2 separate regions of the Mus musculus genome follow, and region 1 is linked to region 2. Evidence: chromatin contacts called from public Hi-C data. All regions are on one chromosome and are shown on one strand. Each heading gives the region's core, a stretch centred on a gene start, on an enhancer-like site or on the middle of the called end of the contact. The rest is flanking DNA. Distances are from core to core; before and after follow the strand shown. Region 1 overlaps Cfap97d2 (CFAP97 domain containing 2). Region 2 has its middle 17 kb from the start of Gas6.

What was found. A called contact is a pair of places that touch in the nucleus more often than the background predicts.
Region 1: a Hi-C map of bone marrow-derived macrophages shows a contact between it and region 2, with 25 read pairs. The contact joins two enhancer-like sites. A contact is called at or near these places in 1 of 484 Hi-C or Micro-C datasets (bone marrow-derived macrophages) and 1 of 115 datasets of contacts at active chromatin or transcription factors (microglia).

Annotation. Positions count from the first base shown.
Region 1 is chr8:13,736,972-13,742,791 of GRCm38.p6, reverse strand. It overlaps Cfap97d2 (CFAP97 domain containing 2), which reads right to left. Exons shown (of 4, transcript NM_001101519.1): 4 at 1-138. The coding sequence ends at 132. The region is part of intron 1 of Gm46032 (a long non-coding RNA gene); the gene reads left to right. Among named protein-coding and RNA genes, the nearest start is that of Cdc16, 18 kb to the left of the region's middle. Within about 2 kb of position 2,096, at least 96 of the 459 cell types and tissues checked have an H3K27ac peak or open chromatin away from gene starts, as enhancers often do. A contact at or near this core is called in bone marrow-derived macrophages, where this site is marked.
Region 2 is chr8:13,508,586-13,514,835 of GRCm38.p6, reverse strand. No RefSeq gene overlaps it. Among named protein-coding and RNA genes, the nearest start is that of Gas6, 17 kb to the right of the region's middle. Within about 2 kb of position 3,740, at least 7 of the 459 cell types and tissues checked have an H3K27ac peak or open chromatin away from gene starts, as enhancers often do. A contact at or near this core is called in bone marrow-derived macrophages, where this site is marked.

The sequences.
Region 1 (5,820 bases), core at 847-3,346, 230 kb before region 2:
CCCCACCCCAAGGAGACACAGGAAGGCCTCATCGGAGCATCTGGGCCCTGGTCTCCTTTCAGTGGATGGGTTCTGACCCTCACCCCTTTGGCTTCAGGCTGCGCGTCCAGATGAGGCTGTGGCCGTCCCTCTCAGCTCCTGTGGGACAGGAACAGTCACATTCCTTAGGCAAGAGCAGGAAAGCAGGCCAGTTCTCCAGAATGCATGGAGGATGGAGCACCTCCCTTGAATTTTTATTTTTAGAATACACTACATAATCTTTTGTTGTTGTTGTGTGAGGTTGTGTTCGTTTGAGACAAGGTCTCGCATAGCCCAGGCTGGCCTTGAACTTCCTACATAGTTGAGTTTAACTTTGAATCCCAGATCCTACTGCCCTCTCTCTCCCAGTGTTTGGCACCATGCTGGCTCATATCTTTATTTTATAGTGCTTGGGCTGACGTGTAGTAACACTATATTATAAAAGCCTCCCTTTAAAGTGGATGCTTTTGTGGTTTAGAGATATTAATAGATGTATAGCTATAACTACAACATAATTTGAGAACATTATAATCACCAACACTTCACAAACCATAATCCTTAACTATTTCCCCCCAAGTCTTCCGTCCTAGTTTCCAGGAACCAGGGTCACCTGTCTGGGCATCACCTACACGTGACCTTCTGCATCTGGCTCTTTCACTGATGCCTCTAAGCTTCATCCATGAGGTAGCAATCTAAGACCTCATGTTTTTATGGTAGAATAATATTCCATTGGCAGATACGCCTCTTTTTTGTCTGCTCATGACCAGTGTGCACACTAGTGTTAAAATGCTATCCAGATATGGGTGTGTGTACCATTTCATGTGTGTTTGTGGCCCCGGTTCTCTCCTCTACTCGGGCGTGCACTTGCTGTCTAATATTTTTAGAGGAATCAGCAATGTTTTCAAAGTAAGCGCATCACCATAGCATCTCCGGGTTTCTCCACACACCTCACACGCATCTCCAAGCATCATCTGCGGTTCCAGTCGGCTCAGTGACTGTCAAGTGTGAAGTGTGAAGAAGTGTGAAGTATCTCACTAGTACTGACTCCCACTTCCCCAGCAATGCTGGATGGGTCTTTTTTATGTGCTCATTGGTCATCTGTGTATCTTCCTTGGGTGTACATGTCGTCAAATGATCAAACAATTTCTGCTATTTAGTTCTATTGTTGAGACTGACCATTGGCTTCAAGGTATCACCTGAACTCCAGATTTTTGGCTCCATATGATAGAAGTATATGGTGATGAAGGACAGAAACTAAAACTTGTTGTTTTTTTCCAGGGTCGGGAACTTTATAGTCTATTGGCAAATGCTGCTCACTTAACCCTCACAGGGGTGCATGTGGGTGCAGGAGATAAGGTCCATCTGTCTTTACTGATTCTGGGGACCATGGGGCTGTCTTGAAGAGCTTAGAGTGTGTCTACTGCTCCACCATTCAGGAGGAGTTCGTTTATTTGGCTTTATCATTTTGATAATTTCTGGGTTTTGTTTGTTTTCTGGTGTCCGTGTGGAGATGGTAGAGGCTATGCACTTCCACTCACCTATGCCAGGAAGCACCAGGATGGCCAGTGTGTTAGTGGATGCTTTTATAGATAGCCTCCTGGTAGCAGAGCATTTTCTTTTATTGGAGGTAGGGAGCAAGCAGCAATGTGGGAAAAGCTGCCGAGGTGTCTAGGAGAGGGCTGTCTTCTCTGGCATGCCGGTGAGATGGTCAGGGCCAGCAAAAGTTCTAGATGAAGCTAGCCAGCCATCAGGGTGCATTCCAGGTTTCTAGTCCTATAAAGTGGAGTCCTATCCCTTCTCACACCTGCCATTTTCTGATAACAGAATTTTAGGTGTGTGTGTAAAATTTTACTTCTATGAAAGGTTGAGGCACCTATAAGACATCGTGGCACACAATTTTCATCCCAGGACTTGAGAAACGGAGGCAGGCAGATCTCTGGGAGTCCAAAGCTAGCCTCTTTACAGGGTAAGACCCTGTCTCAAAAACTAAACAACAAAAGGCCAAGTCACCTAAGAAGAAGGCCTTCCTTATCTGGTGCAGCCTGTGTCCCTCACTCTCTCCCGTGGACACACAGAGCTAAGGTTCTGGAAATGCCTAAGATGGCCTGAAAGGCTCTTAGCAGGAAGCTGCCTCCCCACCACAGCACAGCTGTTTCCTGTCTTTCACGAAAAGGAAAAAACTCCAGAGCCTCTGACAAATCACCCGTAGGCCCAGAGGTGAACACTGGAGGAGGTGGGGTTGCCCTGAAGAAGTTCCCCTACCCCCACCCACCCCTTGTAGGGCGTACTTGTCCAAGAGCCAAGCTGGCAACATCCCACATGGAGTGTGGGCTGTGGGTGGTAGCTGCAGGGCACGGTTTCCAAGCAGAATAGCCGTCCCTTATGTCTCTGTCTTAGCCTCTCCCTCTCTCAGCAGCTTCACCATTTCCTTTATGTAAAGGAGAGAGAGCAAGATATCCCAATGAGAAAATGAGAGGCTGAGTGGGGAGTTTCTTCCAAGTATTTTCTAGACATTTTCACTGGAAGAAAAAAAAGACAGCCTCGAAAAAATCAACCGTGTGGAAAGGACGGGAGGATAACGAGACAAACAGCCAGCAGAATCAGGAGAGAAAACACAGTACTCAGTAAAAACTCTGGACTCGGTGAAAAGAAAAAGTCATCTTTGCCCTTAAAGGCATCCTTGAATAAAACCAAAGCAGAAACGTTAACAATAAGACATAAACAAATGTTTGGCAAAGGTAGCAATACTTTTTAAAAAAAATTTTTTTAAACTTCCAATATACTTGGGGGAAAAAATAAAAAAATTAGTTTTGAATCCAGGCAGGGTATGCATGCTGGTAATTGTAGCAATTGGGAGGCGGAGATAGATAGAAGGATTTGGGTTCAAGACCAGCCTGACCTACATAGTGAAATCCTGTCTTTAAAAACATCCTTTGATAACTCATTTACACAATGTCAATGACTTATTTTCTACAGCAGCAAATGCTAATGCTCTGTAATTAACCAAGGTTTGAAACAAAACGTTCAGGCTCTCAATGAAGTTAAAAGTGGATTAAATTTCCCTAGTGCTTTGCTAATTAGTAATTGCTTTCTCTTATACATCTCTGCAAATGTGCTTGTCCCAATGGCGCAGGAACTTAGAAGAAATGTTCAAGCAAGTAACAGGAGGGTCATGTGCTCGGAAGTCGTATAAGAGCTAAGTTTAGTGCTTATGGGGACAGTGGGGACTAAGAGGCCAGGTGTCACTGGGAGGAGGTCTGAGGAAGGGAATCTTTGGGCTGGGTCTTGATCAGGGCAGGAACTGTGTCCTAGCATACTTAATTTGGTATCTGTATTTTCCCCTAGAAGAGACTTGGTTGGTTCTAAAAACAGCATCCTGCATAAGGACAGTGAGTGACAATTTAAAACCCCTAATAATTGATTCATTGAGACATCTGTAAGGATGATGACAACAGAACTGAATTGCTCTTAACTTTCAATTAGGAATTTGCCAGTGATTTGGGTTAGGTGGAGAGGAAGGGTTTAGAGTATTAAGTTTTCTGGCAAATTCTTCCTGGCTATTTATGTAATTTTGGTCCTGGATTCTGAGTGGAACAGCTACTTCAGGTCATCACACAGTTTCATACTGAGGTTTGATGGATACAATCTGATCGAGTCACCAATTTCACCAGACTCTCCCCTGAACCTATAATCAATCAGCCGAACTCATTTTTATCTCTGTATAAATAAATTTGGGAAGGGAGAAGGGAGAATCCCCCAGGCTTCACTATGGCTTCCATGATTTGAAACATTTACCCACTGAGTAATGTACCTAAGGCAGTGGACAGCCAAGAATCCGGGAGCACACACCAAGTGACTCTGATGGAGTCAGGAACTTTAGATAGCTGTACATTCACAAGAAAGTGTAGTAGGAACAGCAGCAGTGAGGTTACCTCTATGGGCGGGCTTACCAAGGGGGTGGGGGTGGGGGGCGCAGCCACAAAAGCATCTCCTGCAGGAGAACCTAACTGAGGACTGCCTGAGAGACCAAGGATTCCTGGCACAGAGAATGCCAGCCAATCAGGAACTGCTGTTTAGAAGAGATGCTTTCTCACCAATGGGACATAGGTGGAGGGTACTAAAGGAGCTTGCAGCAGTGCTCAGATGAGCTTGCTGCAGTGTTTCTCACTTGCTCCTGGGGTCTGTGTCATTGACTCTGTGCCAACTCATCCCCAACCCCCGAGGGCAGGCAGGGTCAGGTGGTGAGTTGTCCAGGGCACAGGCGTCAGGAAAGTACTGCAGGTACCTTTTCTCCAGGTGTGTCTGCGCTTGCAGGGATGGCTGGCCACGGCAGCCCTGTCCTCCCGCCGTCTCTGTGCTCTGTACCGGGGCTCTGAGCTTCTGAGTCTCTCTGGGAAGACTTGATTTTGTTTCTGCACCTTCATAAATGCCTGTTCTCTGCTCTTCCTGTTTAGACTCCAGAAAGGAATACACACATTCTTTCGTAGACCAAGATTATGGGACAGAGAGCTTACTCTGCATTCCCAAAGGGAGCCCATGTGTCCTCAGGCCTGGCAGGCTCTAGCTAATATCTGGGCTCTTGTTTGCTTCCCATCGAGAGACATTCAACAAACGTTCCTCCCCATCCCTGTCTACCAGGGAGTGGGCCCGGAGCTCATGAGGTGAAGATGCCAGGCTCCTAAGGGAGAGTTGAGATGACATCCAGGAGGCAATGCTGAACAGAACCTCAGAAGGAGAGGAGGGCTGACAGTGAGAAGAGGAGGAAGGCCCAGCGCCCATGGGGAGAAGCATGGCAGCCAGAGGCCTGAAGAGCCTAAGGTGTCTTGAGAGTGCTAAATGCTCGACCACAGTCCCAGGCATATTTTAGAAAGACCACTGTGGGAAGAGGCAGCCTCAGTTCCAACAGGGCTTCCAAGGTGGGTCTTGTGTGGCGCAGCCTGGGGTGAGTGCAGTTCAAATACGGCAGTTCCCTCTCTTGATGCAATAGATATCCTACACGTTCCCTCGTGTGAATGTGTCCTTGTGGCAATGTACAGAGCCCTTAAATGGCATTCGTTTTGTCTCTATTTAACATCTGTCATAGATTTTACTGGTGTCATATTCAAGGAGACCCACCTTTTCCTTCAGGGGGGCCCTCTCTGGGTGACTTGTTTGCTTTCTCTATTTTCTACTGAGTTGTTAGTCTCTGCAGACATGAGTATAAATTGTTGTTGTTTTAAAACATAAACAGTCATTGTAACCTTATTAGTAGTGACCAAAAACAAACCAGAATGCTCACTGATAGGTGAAATGAATAGTTTGACATCTAGGAGAGGGTGTCACTCAGCAGCCCAAGGCTGACACAATGCTGTCCTTAACAATGCCAATCTAGACAGGTGTGGTTGTGCACACTTTTAATCCTAGCACTCGGGAGACAGAAGCAGGGAGATCTCTGTGAGTTCAAGGTTAGCCTGGTCTACATAATAAGTTCCAGGAAAGCCAGGGCTATGTAGAAACCCTTTCTTTGAAAAACAAACAGACAGCAATAAAACAAACCAATGTCACTCTGCAGGACATGCGTGCAGTCCCAGAGCCAACCACATCCAGTGTGACCTCCAGGGCCTGGCTGTCAGGAGGATTCCTGCCCAGCACCAGAGGAATAGGAAGCAAAGGCTGTGTGCACCATTGTCACTAAGGAGATGGTTTCAGTGTGGGACATGTCAAACCCATTAAACTATATCCCTTAAGTGTAAGATATTGCTTATCAAGTATCAAGTACATCTCAATGAAGATACATAGATTTACTAAATCCCCTGATTTAAC
Region 2 (6,250 bases), core at 2,491-4,990:
AAAATAAATACAGGATTAAAATATGAATGAAAGGGAAGGAAACAGACAGACAGACAGACAGAAACAGAGAGAAACAAAGATATCCATACCTGTAATGTTGGAATGAGGGCCATGCTGAGGAAAATTAGTACATCACTTTTTTTGCCTATAGATCTGCTCTTAACAAGTGAGCTATATTCATTGTATCTCAAAATTTTAAAATAACACTCCAGAAGGCATGAGAGTGTGGGCAGGTACCAAAGAGGGGTGACCTTATCTTATAATACAAGTTTGTCTTGTGAGAAATCATTCCTACCAGGCAGTGGTGGTGCATGCCTTTAATCCCAGCACTTGGGAAGCAGAGGCAGGTGGATCTCTGTGGGTTCGAGGTCAGCCTGGTCTACAGAATGAGTTCCAGGCCTGCCAGGGCTACTCAGAGGAACCCTGTCTTGAAGAAAAAGAAAGAAAGAAATCATTCATGCGACCCACAGGATTTCAGGATAAAGGATTCGTTCATAAAGGAAATCGTTATAAAGGACACTTTGGCAGCTCTAGAGCTAACATGATATGAGGTATTAGGGTTGTCTGAACAGGGGCAAGGTGAGAAACACTTGATGCATTTCCCCATCCTGTCCTCATGTCCTGATCAGGACACAACAAGAATTAAATAGGCCCTTAATCCAGCTAAAGCCAGTTCATCTCAGTTCCCTACCCACACACAGAAGGGAGGGAGGGTGCTGCCTGGGCTAGAGAGACAGGAGGGAGAAGCCAGCATGATTACACTATTCAGTGAGTCGATCCTCTGGATGCTGGAGTTGGCACCATCTTCCACTACCCACACATCCCTGAAAGAAGGGACTGCCCTGTGTGACCTTGAGCCTAGAGCTCCCCAAGACCAGAGCAGAAACAGAGGCTAGCCAACCAGTACCTAAACATTTGTGTTCTGCGTGCATGTGAACATACATGTTCAGGTTTTCTCATTTTATGCTTTCTATGGCTGGCATAGCTAATGGCTTGGATGGGCTTGGTTTTGAAACACGTGCTACATATACAACAGAATCCCAGTAAACTGTCCTGGAGGAGCAATCAATAGTGTCTGCCCTTGCATCATAGAGTTGTGTCTGCTTCCAGAGTGTCAACAGACAGCATGGTCCCAATGTGCCCCCTAGCCCTGGAACCTGGTTGTCACACTATAGCATGGAAAGGTCCTTGCAGAGATGGCTGGATGAGGAACTGAGATGTAGGTTGTCTAAAGACTTCAAAAGACCCCAAGTAAGCACAGGTCCTTCTGAGACACAGACAGACAGACAGACAGACAGACAGACAGACAGACCACCTATGCCTGTGCTAAGCATGCAGCACCTCTAGAAATGGGAACCACTAGAGTCATGCCCGAGCCTCTACCAGTCATGTCTAGCCCTTGTACTATGGGCTACGTGTATCCAAAGATGACTAAGAATGTAATATCATATGTATATATAGATGTGGGGACCAGAGGCTGACATTGGAGTCTTCCTCGACTGTCCTCCACCTTAGGTTTTGAGACTCTCTGACTGGACCTGGAGCTTGTGGACTAGGCTAGACAGCATGCCCTGTAGGGATCCTCCTGCCTCCTTCATCCCCAGTATAAGGACTATAGGCACATGTAGCCAGACTCTAGTTCTATGTGACTAGTAGGACATCAGACACAGGTCCTTATGACCATACAAAAAGTACATTTGCTTCTGAGTTGGAAGATAATAAATGTGGGCTGTTGGAGGGGTGTGCTTCTTTCATTCAGTAAATATTCAATAAATATTTGTTGAATGTTGGCCAGGTTCCAGACTCAGCAGGCACCAGGAGGCACCAGAAGGAAGTGACTGTGGCGTATATCATGAACATATCTCACAGTTGTATACAGACATGCGCATTCTCCAACCCTTTCCTCCAGGTCAAGAGGAATTTCCTCATCCTACTTAGTCCCTGGGCCCACATAGGCATCACGTGGAGAGTGACATTTTTATATGGAGCAGATGGCTCGTAAGCGCTAGGCAGATGGGGCCTGAGTGTTCCAAGAGCAGGAGACATGTCAGACTCACCAAAGGACCACAGACTCACCACCACAGGTGGCTCAAGCTGTCTCATTCCCTCACGAGGCTCCATGTTTAAGCATGGATTCCAGAGAAGAGCTTTGGGCTCTTTGTCAACATTCCTGGGACTCCAGACCCTGGGTTTCCTATCAACACTGAACAGGAACACAGCAAGCTTGGCTGTCTTCTCCTGGGGTCCAGCCTCAGAGGATGTTCAAGAGCCTACTAGGCAGCTCTATCAAGCCAGGCTCAGCCCCACCCTCAATACATCAATTAAACAAGCAGTGATAGGGAAAATCAAGGAAGGTGGGTGATTCAAATTGGCCACATTGGGAAAAAGACCACATAAAGAGCCCCAGTGGCTCCCTGTACCCTCTAAGGCTACCTTTGGGGTGCTGTTGTGAGACATAGGCTAAAAGAAGGCAAGCAGTGTGTGTAGTTTTAGTCACAGTGCGGTCCTGCTCATAACCAGTCCATTATTGTCTCGGCTCTGTTCTCGCCTGTGTAGTCTGACAAGTCCTCAGAAGCTTGCTGCGAAGCCTCATCCTGAGGACCAGCTCACACTCCAGCTGGCACCTGACTTCAAGCATTCCCTTCTCCCAGCAGGAGATTCCTGGGGAAATCCCAACTTCTTGGGAACCAGTGTTTCAATTGTTTGGTAGTGAAAGGACAAATGTCTGCCATCAGAACGTCTCTGTTCAGCCAGGAGCAATTCCTGGCTCTTTGCTTTTACACCTCTATCTATCTATCTATCTATCTATCTATCTATCTATCTATCTATCTACCTACCTACCTACCTACCTACCTTTCTTTCTTTCTTTCTTTCTTTCTTTCTTTCTTTCTTTCTTTCTTTCTTTTTTTTTTTTTTTGGTTTTTTGTTTTTGTGTTTTTTTTGTTTTTTTGAGACAGGGTTTCTCTGTGTAGTCCTGGCTGTCCTGGAACTCACTTTATAGACCAGGCTTGCCTCGAACTCAGAAATCCGCCTGCCTCTGCCTCCCAAGTGCTGGGATTAAAGACGTGCGCCACCACTGCCCCTCTATCTTTCTTTTTTAAAAAAGTTTTAACATTTATCAATCTATTTATTTAGACAGAGCATGTGTGTGCCTGCCTCTGTGTGTGCCTGCCTGTGTGTATGCGTGTGTGTGTGTGTGTGTGTGTGTGTGTGTGTGTGTGTGTGTGTGCATGAGCTCACATGCCAAGCTGTACATGTAAGGGCGAAAGGACACCTTACAGGAGGTGTCAGCGGGTTCTGGGGATTGAACCCAAGTGTCAGTCTTGGGTGACAAGTGCCCTTACCTGATGAACCATCTCACCAGCCCCACATCTCAAGCTTGAGGGATTTGGTATGAAACTTCCTAAAACACGTCTGTGTCTGAAACATCACAAACAGAATACATGCAGGAACCAACATTAGAAGACAGTGTCAGGTGACCATGTGTAAGAAAGAACCATTTCCCCATGACCCCTTGGACTCAGTTTTCTTTGGAAAGACTGGCACAGGTTGCTTGGTGTTTGTTGTTGGCTCTGAGATGGAGTCTTGTCATGAAGCACAGACTGGCCTCAAACCTGTTCTCCTGTATCAGGCCCGCAGCTGCTGGAGTCAGAAGCAGGCATCAGCACGCCCACCCAGTGCTGTTTTGATTCAGAAAATGTCCTGCCCTTTCTTTCTCTCAGCAGTTTTCTCTAAAGACATTGTGCTGACTATCTGTCTTGTGGTTTATCTGTCTCTTGTCACCAGGATGAGGTCAGTTCTGGTCAGTCTGATCTTACCTGATGGGGTGTGTGTGTGTGTGTGTGTGTGTGTGTGTGTGTGTGTGTCTGTATGTATATGTTGAAAGATGACAAAGAGTTAGTACCAATAAAGCCTTTCTGTCCAGTATTAAGCAACTAAGAATTGTAGATGAGATGGCTTTTCAGTTAAGCCTACCCAGAGTCCATTCTTGTACTTTAATATATTAAACTCTTATTATAATAAATGTAATAATTTTACAATGTTATATTATAAAACAATATAAAATATTACAAAATAATAAATATGATAAAATGCTGTATAAATATATTATTATATAATATATTAGCTCTACAAACTTCTACACAGTGCATAAAGCTCGTGTGCACATTTCTATGCATTTCTAGTCATAGGGTTAAACATACTAAAGTCACCTAAAAATAGTTGTTTACAAAGTGGTCATTTAGAAAACTTTACTATAGACCCTTAAAGAAACCTTGACTCTATTAAGATACAATCAGTAAGAAGGAAATAATTGTATTAGTATAACATAAAATTGGGATAACTAAACTAGATACTAAAACATCTAATCTGATAACATTATTTACAATAGCATCTCTCTGCAATGAACTAATGTTGAACAATAACTATTATCCCAGTAGCACAGTTAACCCTTCTCAATACTGTCAAGACGTATATATATGTCATGTGGGGCAAAGCCTAGAAACTATTAAAGTGTCTCTAGAAATAAGCCTTTCTTAAAATTAATCCTTGAAATTTAAGTTTGCCTTTAAAAGGCAATTTTAAAATTTTTTCCAAGCCTTAACAAAAGCATAATTTAACAATGTAGTTACATATTTTGTAATTTCTATAACAACATTTTTCTCAGCTTTAGTTTCCAAAATTAATATTGAAAGTATCAGACACAAACCATTTTGCTAATAACCTCAAAATTAACATTTCAGTTAGTGAACATTTTAGTTAGGCCTGACTGAGATATTTATTTACATAAATGAATATATAATTAGATATTATACAAATAAAATATATGTAAATATGCCATGAATATTATATACATTACATAATTATGTGTTATATATTATATTACATAATATATAACATACACATACTGTGTAATATATTATGCATAACATATTTAATATATAATTATATATAACATTACATATTATATATAATGCATAAGCAATAGTTTCTATATATTATGTTGCTCCCAAACACTGATACTCATGCATAAATAAATTATATTCACCAGTAATGGTGCTCTTGCCTTGTACTAAGTTCAAAGAAATTTAAAATGATGTGTTATCAGAGGTCCGCTATTTAGTTACTTTCAGGAAAATGAGGGATAGATTGAGGGTTTTTTTCCCCATGTTCCTTTAGAAACAAAATGACACAAAAGAACATTAAACCATCACACGCTCGTAACAGCCTTGTCAACTAGCTGTCTCCCTAGGGAGCACCAAAGCACCCCGACTTCATGTTATCCATGGCTGCACAGGTCACCACAGAGATTCCCTCAGCTTGGTTTCCTGTCAAAGGCTCAACAAAACCCCTGTGACTCAGCAGGGTCCCAAAAAACCAACACCGGTTAACCTTCCCTGTCACGCCAGGTCACCGAATTAGTTCAAAAATCTTGCAAATTGATAAAGCCAGTCACATAAACACTGCAATGCCCAAATTCTTCAACAGAACCCCAGTGGCTCAGAATAAAACAGAAGACAAAGACAGTCACCAAATGACAGTCGTCGAATTGATTCAAAGTGAACAGCAGCTCCACAGAGCCCTGCACTAAAAGGATGAAGTGCTCAGAGTGCCCCACCCACCACAGAGACTCACCAGGGCCAGATTCTCTTGGGTCTGAGACCCAGCCCCGATCCCGTCTCTGCATCACCAGGCGTTGGCTGGGTGGTAGAACAAATGATCTCACCACTGTGGGAACTTTTCAGTCTTTCCTGTCTACTCAGGGTCAACTTGCTACAAGTGACTGATACCCAAAATGTGACCCCTCTCCCGGCTGGCTCACCAAGATTCTTATGAGCATTGATTGCCTCAGAGACCAGACCCTGGAAGCCCAACAAGCTAAACTCAGCCTCACATCCTCGGTCCACCGATTAGACAGACAAGTAATGGTGAGATGCAGAGAAAAGAGAATTGTTTAATGTGGCCACGTTGGGAAGAGGAATAAATGAAGAATTCAGTGTCCCGCAGACCCCAAAGCCCCTTCCCAAGTCCATCTTGAGCAATCTGTAGTGAAGTTCAGGTTTAAATAAAGGGAGGTTTAAATCCTGGTGAGGGTGTGGTCCACCCCTCATTTGCATCAATGTGTAGGCTCTAGATGTGCCTGCAAGGTGCTCTGAGAATTGTTTGAAATGTCTTCTGAGAGACAAATTCCTCCTCTAGCTAAACACAGGCTTCCTCCTCTCCCTTGTCCCAGTGTGAGATTCCTGGAATA